Linked DNA regions of Sus scrofa: region 2 is linked to region 1. Evidence: chromatin contacts called from public Hi-C data. All regions are on one chromosome and are shown on one strand. Each heading gives the region's core, a stretch centred on a gene start, on an enhancer-like site or on the middle of the called end of the contact. The rest is flanking DNA. Distances are from core to core; before and after follow the strand shown. Region 1 holds the start of MED12 (mediator of RNA polymerase II transcription subunit 12). Region 2 has its middle 10 kb from the start of ZMYM3.

The links. A called contact is a pair of places that touch in the nucleus more often than the background predicts.
Region 2: a contact with region 1 is called in a Hi-C map of liver, with 4 times the contacts expected there. The contact joins the enhancer-like site here to the promoter of MED12 in region 1. A contact is called at or near these places in 1 of 5 promoter capture datasets (liver), 3 of 47 Hi-C or Micro-C datasets (heart right ventricle, liver and skeletal muscle) and 1 of 2 datasets of contacts at active chromatin or transcription factors (alveolar macrophages).

What each region holds. Positions count from the first base shown.
Region 1 is chrX:57,149,314-57,154,842 of Sscrofa11.1, reverse strand. MED12 (mediator of RNA polymerase II transcription subunit 12) reads right to left here and starts at 3,959. Exons shown (of 45, transcript XM_001927848.6): 1 at 3,662-3,959; 2 at 3,015-3,119; 3 at 2,616-2,807; 4 at 2,320-2,479; 5 at 1,458-1,639; 6 at 1,158-1,268; 7 at 775-1,029; 8 at 263-409; 9 at 5-104. The coding sequence starts at 3,760. It also overlaps a transcript of IL2RG not described here.
Region 2 is chrX:57,286,788-57,292,087 of Sscrofa11.1, reverse strand. No RefSeq gene overlaps it. Among named protein-coding and RNA genes, the nearest start is that of ZMYM3, 10 kb to the right of the region's middle. Within about 2 kb of position 2,062, at least 66 of the 83 cell types and tissues checked have an H3K27ac peak or open chromatin away from gene starts, as enhancers often do. A contact at or near this core is called in alveolar macrophages, liver and skeletal muscle, where this site is marked.

The sequences.
Region 1 (5,529 bases), core at 2,710-5,209:
CCACCTGCAGTAGCTTCCTGGCACTTATCAAAAGACCAGCGAACCTCAACGGCCTGTCCTCGCTCCTTGATCTGCTGCTCGATCTCCCGCAACTTTGCACGGACCTGCCAAAAGGAAGGTTTTAAGGATGGAGCAAAGCATACAAAAAGGCTAGGGCTCCAGGCTAAAAGCATAGTAGTAGGCTCCAAGTCACTAGTTCTGAAAGAGTAACTTCAGCCTCTATATCCAAACCTGCGGTAAGCAGGCTACTGGTCCAACTTACCTGCTGAGTGAAGGCACTGTTGCCCTCTGGCATGGGCAGGTTGGAGGGGGCAATAGGCAGGTGATCGAGTGGTGAGCCAGTCTTGATTCGGCTATCAGTCAGCGAGTAGTGCCAAACCAGGGCACTAGGACAACACAGGAGGATGGTCTGCCAGACAGGAACAGCTAAGTCAAACTCGGTTACCATGGCTACCTTTCCAGAAGCCCATCATAAGACCCAATGCTTCGATTTCCAATCCAAAGTTATTCTGAGTCCCTAGGGTGGCATCACTCCATCTCTGAGCCCCTCCCCTCATCCACTCTCCTCCAAAGGCTTTGGGCCTACTATGTAGACCTGGAAGGGAACTACCTGAAAAGGAACTATCGCCCCATGAATGAGCAGCCAACAATTTCCAAGCAAGTACTCAGTGCCTACTCTCACCTCCAATTTAGAATCCCCCTATTTTCCAGGACAGGCACCTAATTCTTCTCAAGAGGTCTCTTAATACTTCCATAGGCCCACCGAGTACCTACCTGAAGGATACAGCTGAGGCCAAAAACCAGGGGTCGGTGCTGAGGACACATAAGCAGGTCACTAAAGGGTGTAGAGGGTGTGCTGCTAGTTGGGGGCTGAGGAGCAGGGGTGGTGGGTAGTGTGCTTGTTGACTGAGCAGACATCACATGAGACGAGTGACTGCTCACACCATCCAGCTGCAGGGCCAGTCTCCGGGTACAGAAGTAGGCAAGGCGGCGGGAGAGGTATGCAGACTGAACAAATTCCCCGGAGTACTGTGAAGACATGACGATCAAAACCCCCCAGTTCTTTCCAAGAGACACTGCTCTCACGTCTTACTCCTCCTCACATCCTCCCTAGATGCTCCCCCACCCCTACCCCCTGGCCAAATCCTAGGCCTTACTCGAAGCAGCAGGGGCAGCAGCAGTTTAAGCAATTCATCCTCTCCAGGGCGGATTTTCTCAAAGCACTCAAGTACCCAGGTCAGGAACTCATGTCTGTCCAGCATTCCGTCCTGTGGGCACCAGGGGTGGGAAGAGGATTAGCTTTGCCTAGGGACTATTCAAGATGAGGCAGAGAAAGTAAATGAAAGGATGAAGAGAACCACACAAGTGGGGCAAGGTGGCAGGCCGATTCTGTTCTATGCTGGCAGAGTGTGAGATCAGGCTCAATCCCACGCCCTATAACAAGCTCTCCTTCCTACCTGAAACATGAACATGGCCAGCTTCTCGTTGTAGTCCCACTGCCAGATCGCCACCTCTACATCATGGGGCAAGGGCCCTACAGTGGGACCACAGCCCCCACTTCCGGCAGGCCCTGGCCGGTAGTATTCAGCCATCTTTTGCAGCTGCTCCCATAAGTACTTGGTGATGATCTGAGTCCACTCTAGGGGAAAGATGGGAAAACGGCTATTTTATACTGTCCCTCTGCTTAGAACATCTTGTCCCCTGCTCCCGTCCACAGTCACCATACTTCTAAATCCTATTCAGCCCCTTAGGCTCTAGTCAAATGCCACCTTCCTAAAGCCTTTCCAGGTGTCTCCAAAAGAAAGTAATCTTTCTGTTCACTGAGTCTCAAAGAAACCTTCTGCCTCCATTTTTTATGTTTATTTTATTAACTTACATATTTTTATTTATTAATTAATTTACATATTTTTAAAAATTTTGGCTGTGCTCGCAGCATGCAGACGTTTCCCGGCCAGGGATGGAACCTGTGCCATGGCAGTGACAATGCTGGATCCTTAACCTGCTGCACCACTAGGGAACTCCTTGCCTCCACTTTTGACATTATGTTCTATATTTAATCACGGGATCTGTACATATGCCTTGGCATCCCTACTAGACTCTAAGCATCCTAAAGGCAGGGATTAAGTAGTGGTTATCTTTATAGCCCAGTACATGCACGGAGAAGGTACTCAAGATACTCGATGTTTACTAATGGAGTGAATGCAAGATACAAGCAGAAGCAAGGAATATAGATGAGGAAGGAGAATAATCTCAAGGGTCTCTCTACCACTGCTTGAAGTGATCAGTGGTGGGACCCCTGGTGTTAGAGGACTTACTCACCCGTGAAGGGGTCAACGACATTTCTCTTCTTAACCTTGTTCTCCGAGATTGCTGCATAGTAGGCACAGGTCATCTTAATGAGCCAGGCTGCCCGCATCACAGGCACTGTGTATTTGGCTAAGTACCCAAACACTTCTTCCTTCTTACTGAAAATGGGGACCTGGACGGACATCACAAATAGTGAGACCTCCATTACCCCCATGAGCTGGCATTCATGTAGCTTAATCTGGGAATCGGAGGGTGCTTGGTACCCACACTCCACTCCCTGGCTTGAAGAACAAGAAATGGTATCTCACCTTTTTGGCTAGTTGTGTGAGTGGCTTGGTGCCAGCCAGGTCAGTGAACCAGGTGTTAATGGCACTCTGGGATCGTGCAGTCACCAGCCAGAAGTTGTCCTTCTGGTTCACTTGGGGCTTCCTGCGACCAGTGTCAGGGAGGGTGTTACAACGTAACTTCTCTGCAATAATGCTGCTGAAGTTGGAACTGATCTGAGGGAAGAAAACTACACCTCAGGGTGGGAAGAAGGGGTAGAGAGGTGGTTGTGCCTTTGATAGGCAAATGCCAATGTGGTAGCATGAGGTTATGAAGGAAAACTCAGCCATTTAGGTGGTCCCTTTAAGTCTTCCCAACCCAGGGCCTTTGCGCCTTCTCAAATTCTTCCAGCCTTTTCCTTCAGCTTGGCAGGGTTGTCTCACCTTGGCAGGATTGAAGTTGACGTTCTTGGCACTGCCATGTTCATCCCCAGAGACAGCGGGCTGGTTATTGAAACCTTGTTTTACATTCAAGGCTGTCAGTTCATCCTAAAGCGGGAAAACGACATGTTAGCCCCCGCCACGGGGGGGGGGGGGAAGGTTGGTGGTGGGAGAGGGCAGAAGAGAAGGGAACATGGGGAGGGGGGAAGGGAGGAGGAGGATTCGGAGTAGAACAGATTGTTATTTAAAGCTAGGCCCTAACATTCATTTGGACCCCACCCTCACCCCCACAGTCACTAAGATTCCCAATCCCCCAGAGCTCACTCAACAGCACTCTTCCCCTGCGAGCTTGGAAGCAGAGCAGCCGTTGCTCACCCAGCTGCCTCAGACAACTTTCTGAGGTGTGTGTGTGTAGAGGGGGGCGCCTCCAGCGTGGCCCCGATATCACTCCCAGCTGGCACCCAGGAACCACCCCCCACCCCCACCAGATCCTACTCTCCTACGCCAGCCCACTTTACTCTTCCCCCTTTCGGGACTTTCGCTCCCGGCGAACCGCCCCGCCCCCCCCCCCCCCCGCCAAGCTTTCAGTGCTTCCTCTTCTGCCGATCGCTGGCCCCCGGCCCCTGGGGAGCCCGGATTTTTGAACGTACCTCCTTCTGTTTGGGATCTTGAGGGTACACATCCGGAGGCCCCAGCCGCGGCCGCTTCAGGGGCCGGTGTTCGTAGCTCAAGATCCCGAAGGCCGCCATCTTGCCCAGCCCGTAGCGCCAGAGGCGCCAGCCGGGCCCGGCCGCTGGGGGAGGGGGAGAGGGAGCCGAAAAGGGGGGCAGCGGAGGCGAGGACGGCAGCCGAGAGACAACAAGGGGGCACGTTAGAAACTCTCGATCATTGCCGGAAACTACCGAGGTAAACCGAGGGACGCCGGGAACCGTCGGACAATACCGACCGCGGGGTAGGGGGGGGAACGGGGGCGGGGCCCACCCGGCGTGGGGCGGAGCTCGGCGCCGGGGGAGCTTTTTCTGCCCCGGCGGCCGCAGATCGACTTCACTCAGTCAAGATCTTTGCGACATTCGCTAACCCTGTGCTGGACTGGGGATGCGAACCCGCGAGGCGGGAGGCGGCCACCGCACCGAGCTCCGGTTAGAATTGCGTTCCCAGCACCTCCCTCCGTTCCCGGCCTAGAATAAATAAGTGCTTGATCGTCTGTGCGTTTGTTGGGAACTCTGCCTTTTCCAAACTGCTTCTTCATTTCTCAGGTTCCGCATCTGAAAAATGGGTGTACTAACAAACACTTCCTTCAAGGGACTGTTGTGAAGATTAGAAACGATGTATGCATAAGGAAACACATATTAACCCCCCCCCCCCCCACACACACACAAAGGTCGGCTCTAATCCCTCAAGGTCCCTATGGTCTAGCACTGAGGTTCTTAACCTCTTCTGATTCAAAGTCCCTTTAAAATGCGGTGGAAGCTACGGCCCTTCTTCCCAGAAAAAAAAAAAAAAAAAAAAAGCACGTAGAGATATACAAAACGTTAGACACTTTCCACGGAGATTCTTACACACACACCCCTCCACGAAGTTCATCCATATATACTCCGAAGATTCAGGAACTCCAGGTTAAGAACGCTTGCTCTATAGAAAGAGGCACCTATTAAGTATCAGATGCTTTTCAGACATTATCTCTTTTAATCCACAAAAGCCCCATGTGTTAGGGATTATTATTGTCTCCATTTTGTAGATGAGGAAGCTGATTCTCAAGGAGTGGGAGTTGGTTTATATAGCTACTGAATAACAGAGCTGAGACTAGGGTTTTTTTCCTTGACTCTTCTTTAAGTGGTATATCATATCATTGGCTATTCTATTTTTTTACCTGCTTTTTAATTTAATTTTATTTGCTTTTTGTAGGGCCGCACCTTCAGCATATGGAGGTTCCCAGACTAAGGGTCAAATCCGAGCTGCAGCTGCCTGCCACAGCCACAGCCACTGCAACAGGATCCTTAACCCACTAAGTGAGGCCCGGGATGGAACCCGAATCCTCATGGATACTAGTATGTCAGGTTTATAACCCACTAAGAACTCCCCCTGCTTTTTTAAATTGAAGTATATTTGGTGTACAATATTGCATAAGTTACGGGTGCACAGTATAGTGGTTCGTATTTTCTAAAGGTTATACTCCATTCATAATTATAAAATATTGGCTACATTCCTCATGTTATACAATATATCTTTTTAGCTCATTTTATACGTGATAGTTTGTATCTTATAGTCTCCTACACCTAAACTGTCCTTCCCCCTTCTCGCTTCTCCCAGTGTAACCCCTAGTTGGTTCTTTGTATCTGTGAATCTGCTTTTTTGTTACATTCACTAGTTTGTTGCATTTTTCAGGTTCCACATATGAGTGATATCATACTTTTTTTTTTTTTTTTTGTCTTTTCTAGGCCGCTTCCCGCGGCATATGGAGGTTCCCAGGCTAGGCGTTGAATCGGAGCTGTAGCCGCCGACCTACGCCAGAGCCACA
Region 2 (5,300 bases), core at 813-3,312, 140 kb before region 1:
AACGATCTCCTTGAGCACTGGGATGTTATAAACCATTTCAGATTACTTCAAGGAAGGTTATTTTTGGTTTCATAAAGTGAAGTCTGGTAGTTAAGATGCTAGTATCAGATAGTTATCGATTACTATATGTCAGGCACTGTACTAAGCCTGTATTATCTCATTTAGTACTCACAACTATCATTCTTCTGAATAAGAAAACTGATGCACATCCAAGGTCACACAAACGAGATGGAGCTGTTGAATTCTTAAGCTCATACTCATCACTATGCTATGCTACAAACTGTGTAACTAAACTCATCTTGACTTTAGACTTTAAAATCCAAAAAAAACTTAGTAGCGTGTCACCTAACCTCTTAGCTTCAGCTTCCTCATCTGTAAGATGGGAGATAACATCTACTGCACAGGGCTAGTTATTTTAAAAATATTTAAAAATCATGTAAGCAGCAGTCACTTGTTCCTGCTAGCCAACACTACCTCTATTTCTGCATGTGGTTGGTGGGTGCTTCAGTTAGACAAACGGCATCAATTACATTCTTCCCCTGATCTTCTGGATTCTAGCAAAAAAATCACTTTTACAACCAAACTACCTACCTTTTTGTGTAATAAATGTCTCCATAATGCTAATATTTATAATCTTTCCAGTTTATTATTTCTCAAGCAGGTATTCAACGGTGACCACTAATATTGTATAAATCACCTGAAACAGTGCCCACAAAATACCAAGTACTCAATAAATATTGCCCCTATTATGTACTTCTGATGATGACCATTGATATAATTTGGAAATACATGCAGACATCCGAGTAATAAATTCACTGCACCCCTAACCATTGGGCCTCCGAGAAGAGAAGAAAGCATAAAACCACCAGTGAGGATTTCTATCTATTTGCCCTCATGGACTTCCTGAGAGAAAATATGTATTGTTGTTATTAGAAAGACGGGGCTATTAGGCACACCTAAAACAAGATTTGCACAAATCTTGTTCAGGTACAGGACCAAACACTACATCACACATATTTGAAATCTAAAAAAATGTTCCCTTAATTTTCAGGAAAAGGATCAACTTCTTAAGTGCAGACTGTGGGAGTAAATCTAGAAAAAAATCTACCAGACTGAGGTGGATGCCTGGATGTGGACCTGTTAAAAGCTGTAGGGAGGACTGGCATGGTAAGGTCCTTTCCTAAAGAGTCTCTTAGGACCTTCATTTAGTAACAAGAAAAGTTGGACAAAGACACACTATAAATCTAGCCGATACTCTCCCTCATTAGAGTTGCCAAATTTATCAAATAAAAAAAAATATGCTACAGTTAAGTTTGAGTTTCAGATTCTTAAAAAAATGAATGATTTTTAGTGTAAGTCCCATGCAACGTATTCTAAAAGAGAATCTGTGGCCTAAATGAAGTTCAAATCTAACGGGATGTCCTGTAATCTGGCAACGCTACACCTACCTCTACTTCGACTGAAGATAGCAAAGTACCTCCCAGTCCTAACCTCGACTTCTCTGTTAACACAAAGAAAGGTGTCAGCTTATGACAATCATTTTCCCAAACGGAAAATACCCACCAGGAAATCCGTAAAAATCATCTTTAAAAAGTGGTGTCATAAACGGGTCGAGTAGCTAGGCAACAAGACTAAAAAAAAAAAAAAAAAATTAAAAATAAAAAAAATTAAAAGGCCTCTGGGAACCTGCCGAGGAAAAGCGGCGGGGGCTGGACTAGCAGATGAACTTCCCAGCTAAGAGTTTTGACAAAGAAACATCGCTGGGGTGGGGGTGGGGGGGCGCCCACTTTCTCCTTCGGAATTAATGGCCTCGCGAGGCCGAGAGGAGGAGCGCCCGACAAAGCGCCTCCTCCTCCTCCTCCAGCCTCGACCTCAGGGCTTTCGGATAATAGACCCCACACCCTCAGGCCCAGAGCGGCTGAAGAGCCGGGAAACTTACTGACGGGGCTCAGATTCCAAAATGAGCCGCACAAAGAAACTGGGAGAGAAGAGAAACGAGAGCCAGGTTAAAGCAGAAGGCTAGGCCAGTGGAGAGCTATGGGCCCCCGCGGGTGGGCTGAGGAAGCCGTGTGGCGGCGGGGACAAGGCCTCAAGGGGCCTCGGAACGATCGGCCCACCTCCCTCCAACCCCAGCCTCGCCCTCGCCTCTTCCTTCACCGATTGTCGCAAGAAATCGTACTCTCCTCTCAAACAAGTACTAAGTCGTCCCCAAACTCACCCTCTACCGACTGTTTTCTCCTCAGAGTAACGGCGACGCTACACGGCCTCTACCGTCCCGAGAAAAGAGCGCGCGACCGCCGGAAACGAGACGACGGAGCTCGGTGCCTCCCTAGGGGTACAAAGTGGCGTTCCCGATTGGGTATCTTACCTGCCAATCAACGTTCATCTCCAGAGGCGGAATCGTTTCTCCACCATTTCTTCGATCTTATTGGCTACCGAATGCGAAAGACTTGAGTTCGTGTGAACGACAGATGGGGACAAAGAGCGAGGCTTTGTACCGAATCCGCATGCGCAAACTGCGTCCGCTAGAGACGGAAAAGGAAGGGGGGAGGGGGGAAAGGGGGAGGGGGGTGGAGGGGTCGGAAGGAGAGCCATCAACGGCCTAACGGAAAGACTGAAAGACCAAGTGATGGGAGGGGGGAAAGGAGAAGGGAAAAAAGGGAGAGGAAAGTGCAAAGAGGGAGAGAGAAGGGGAGAAAATGTGCGCGTAGGCGTGCTCAGAGCACTGCGCCTGTGCAAGCAGCTGGAGTAACAATGTCATTGTATTTAGTGTAGTAGATCTAGCCTTTTCCTACTGAAATAATACCCCGCCATATTTCTTTTTTCACACTTCCTCATTAGGGCTTGCACTCTGACACTTCTTACTTAATCTGATTTTCCAGATGCTTCTGCTGCCAGGTTTACTCCTGAAGCCCAACTGAAATAGTCATCACTATGGTTATGGTTTTAGGAAAGGGTCGGGGAGGGGAGGGAGCCTCGATACTTTAGTCTCTTCGTGATTACACAGAATTGTAACCAGCACCCTCATTTCCATGGTAACCAGGGAACCCAGCAGTCCAAATATCACCATTGTTCCCTATGATTTACAGAGAGATTCAACAGGTGTCGTCATTGCCATGGATACACTGTAGACCTCCAGATCAGACTGACTCTCTATTTCATAGTATGCCAATTAGGGAATCACCTTCATTTTTCAGTAATGCCTAACTAGCCCTGTGGTTAATAAAGGGCTACAAGGCTCAACTGATAGTTGTTTACAGTTAATTACCACTAATTAACTCACACTAAAGGTTTGGGGTGTCCTGACTGGTGCCACCTTAGGTAGGGACACAGTGAACTAGACCTACACTGTCTAGAACCTTCTGCAATGATAGAAATGTTCTATATCTGTTCTGTTCAACATAGTAGCTACTGGCCATATGCGGCCATTGAGAACTTGAAATAGGATTAGTGCGACTGAAGAACTGAATCCTCAATTCCACTTTATTTTGTTTTATTTTATTTATTTATTTATTTTTGGTCTTTCTATCTTTTTAGGGCCGAACCCGCGGCACATGGAGGTTCCCAGGCTAGGAGTCCAATCGGAGCTGTTGCTGCCAGCCACAGCCACAGCCACACCAGATCTGAGCCGCGTCTGCGACCTACACCACAGCTCACCGCAATGCCGAATCCTTGACCTGCTGATCAAGTCCAGGGATCAAACCTGCAACCTCATGGTTCCTAGTCGAATTTGCTTCCACTGTGCCACGATGGGAACGCCCTCCATTTCATTTTAATTAACTAAAATGTAAATAGTCACATGTGGCTAGTGGCTACCATATTGGATATATATCTAGACCAATGGTTCCCAAACTTTTTGAGAATAAATAACACCTTTGTTATGAAAAAAGAAATATTACCTCTGTTCTGAAAAAGGCATTTTCCCCTGCTTACGGAAAAAAAAATTTTTTAAACCCAAGAGTGAAAAGGAAAAAAGTCTCTTCCTCTGTTCTTCCTAGTGGTTATAATTATAACTATATTCTGGCATTTCTATTTTCTATGTTTGTACTGTCCTGATCAAAGTTTATACAAGTAGGATTAAGTTATATGTACTTTTCTGAGTATATACTTTCTCACTTAAAAAAACACTGTAGGAGTTCTCTTGTGGCATAAAGGGTTAAGAATCCAGCATTGCCACTGCAGTGGCTCAGGTGTCTGTTGTGGCATAGGTTAGATCCCTGGCCCAGGAACTTCTACATGCCTCAGTCCCAACCAAAGAAGAAAAAAAGAAAAAACTTCAGCTATCTTTCTACATAAAGCAAAAAAGATCTAGGAGGACTCAGTATCAAATGTAGACTCCTGAATGATGGCTTTTAGTGTCTGTTGAGTGAAAAAATACATAGTTACTAAAAGGCTACTATGGATTCAATAACATTTTAATGAATTGATACATTGTTAATCACCCCAGCTGTTTACAAGATTGGAAAACTAGAACAACAAATTAAAAGAAAAATTCTTGTACTTTGTCTCTCTCCTCAAAGCAATCACAATGTAAGCAGAGAAATGTTAATATGAACAAGCAATTTCAATACTGTAGACCAATAATAGTATCATATTAGGGGTAATGGCAGCACAGCTCTCCTGAGTGGATCAGGAATGGCTTCACAGAAAAAAACGCCTTTGAATTGGGTCTTAAATAAAAGGTTGAAGTCAGACAGATCAGTGTGCAAAGGGTCAAAGACAGAATGACCTATGTTTAGGAAATTTGTCACGGCCGAAGAAAAGTGGAGAGGCCGAGTGACAGGAAATTAGGTTATAGAGATAGACACAGGCCAAAAAATTAAGAACCTGTGCCATGCTTAGAAGTTTTTACTTTAACCTATAGGTGATGGAAAGAGATTGGAGGATTTTTAAAAAGTAACTTACGGAGTTCCTATTGTGGCTCAGCAGTAACAAACCCGAATAGTATACATGAGGATGCACATTCAATCCCTGGCCTCGCTCAGTGGGTTAAGCGTCTGGTGTTGCCATGAGCTATGGTGTAGGCCAGCAGCTGGAGCTCTGATTCAACCCCTAGCCTGGGAACTTCCATATGCTGTAGGTGCAGCCCTAAAAAGACAAAAAAATAAATAAATAAATAATAAAACAAGACTTACCTCCATTGTATATTAAAAAAATTTCCCCATCTTAAGACCCTTAACTTAATCACATCTGCAAAGTTCTACCTTGTTGCCATATAAGGTAACATTGACAGGCTCCAGGAACTAGAACATGGATATCTTTGGGGGTGGGGGGGCATTATTCAGCTTACTAGGATCACC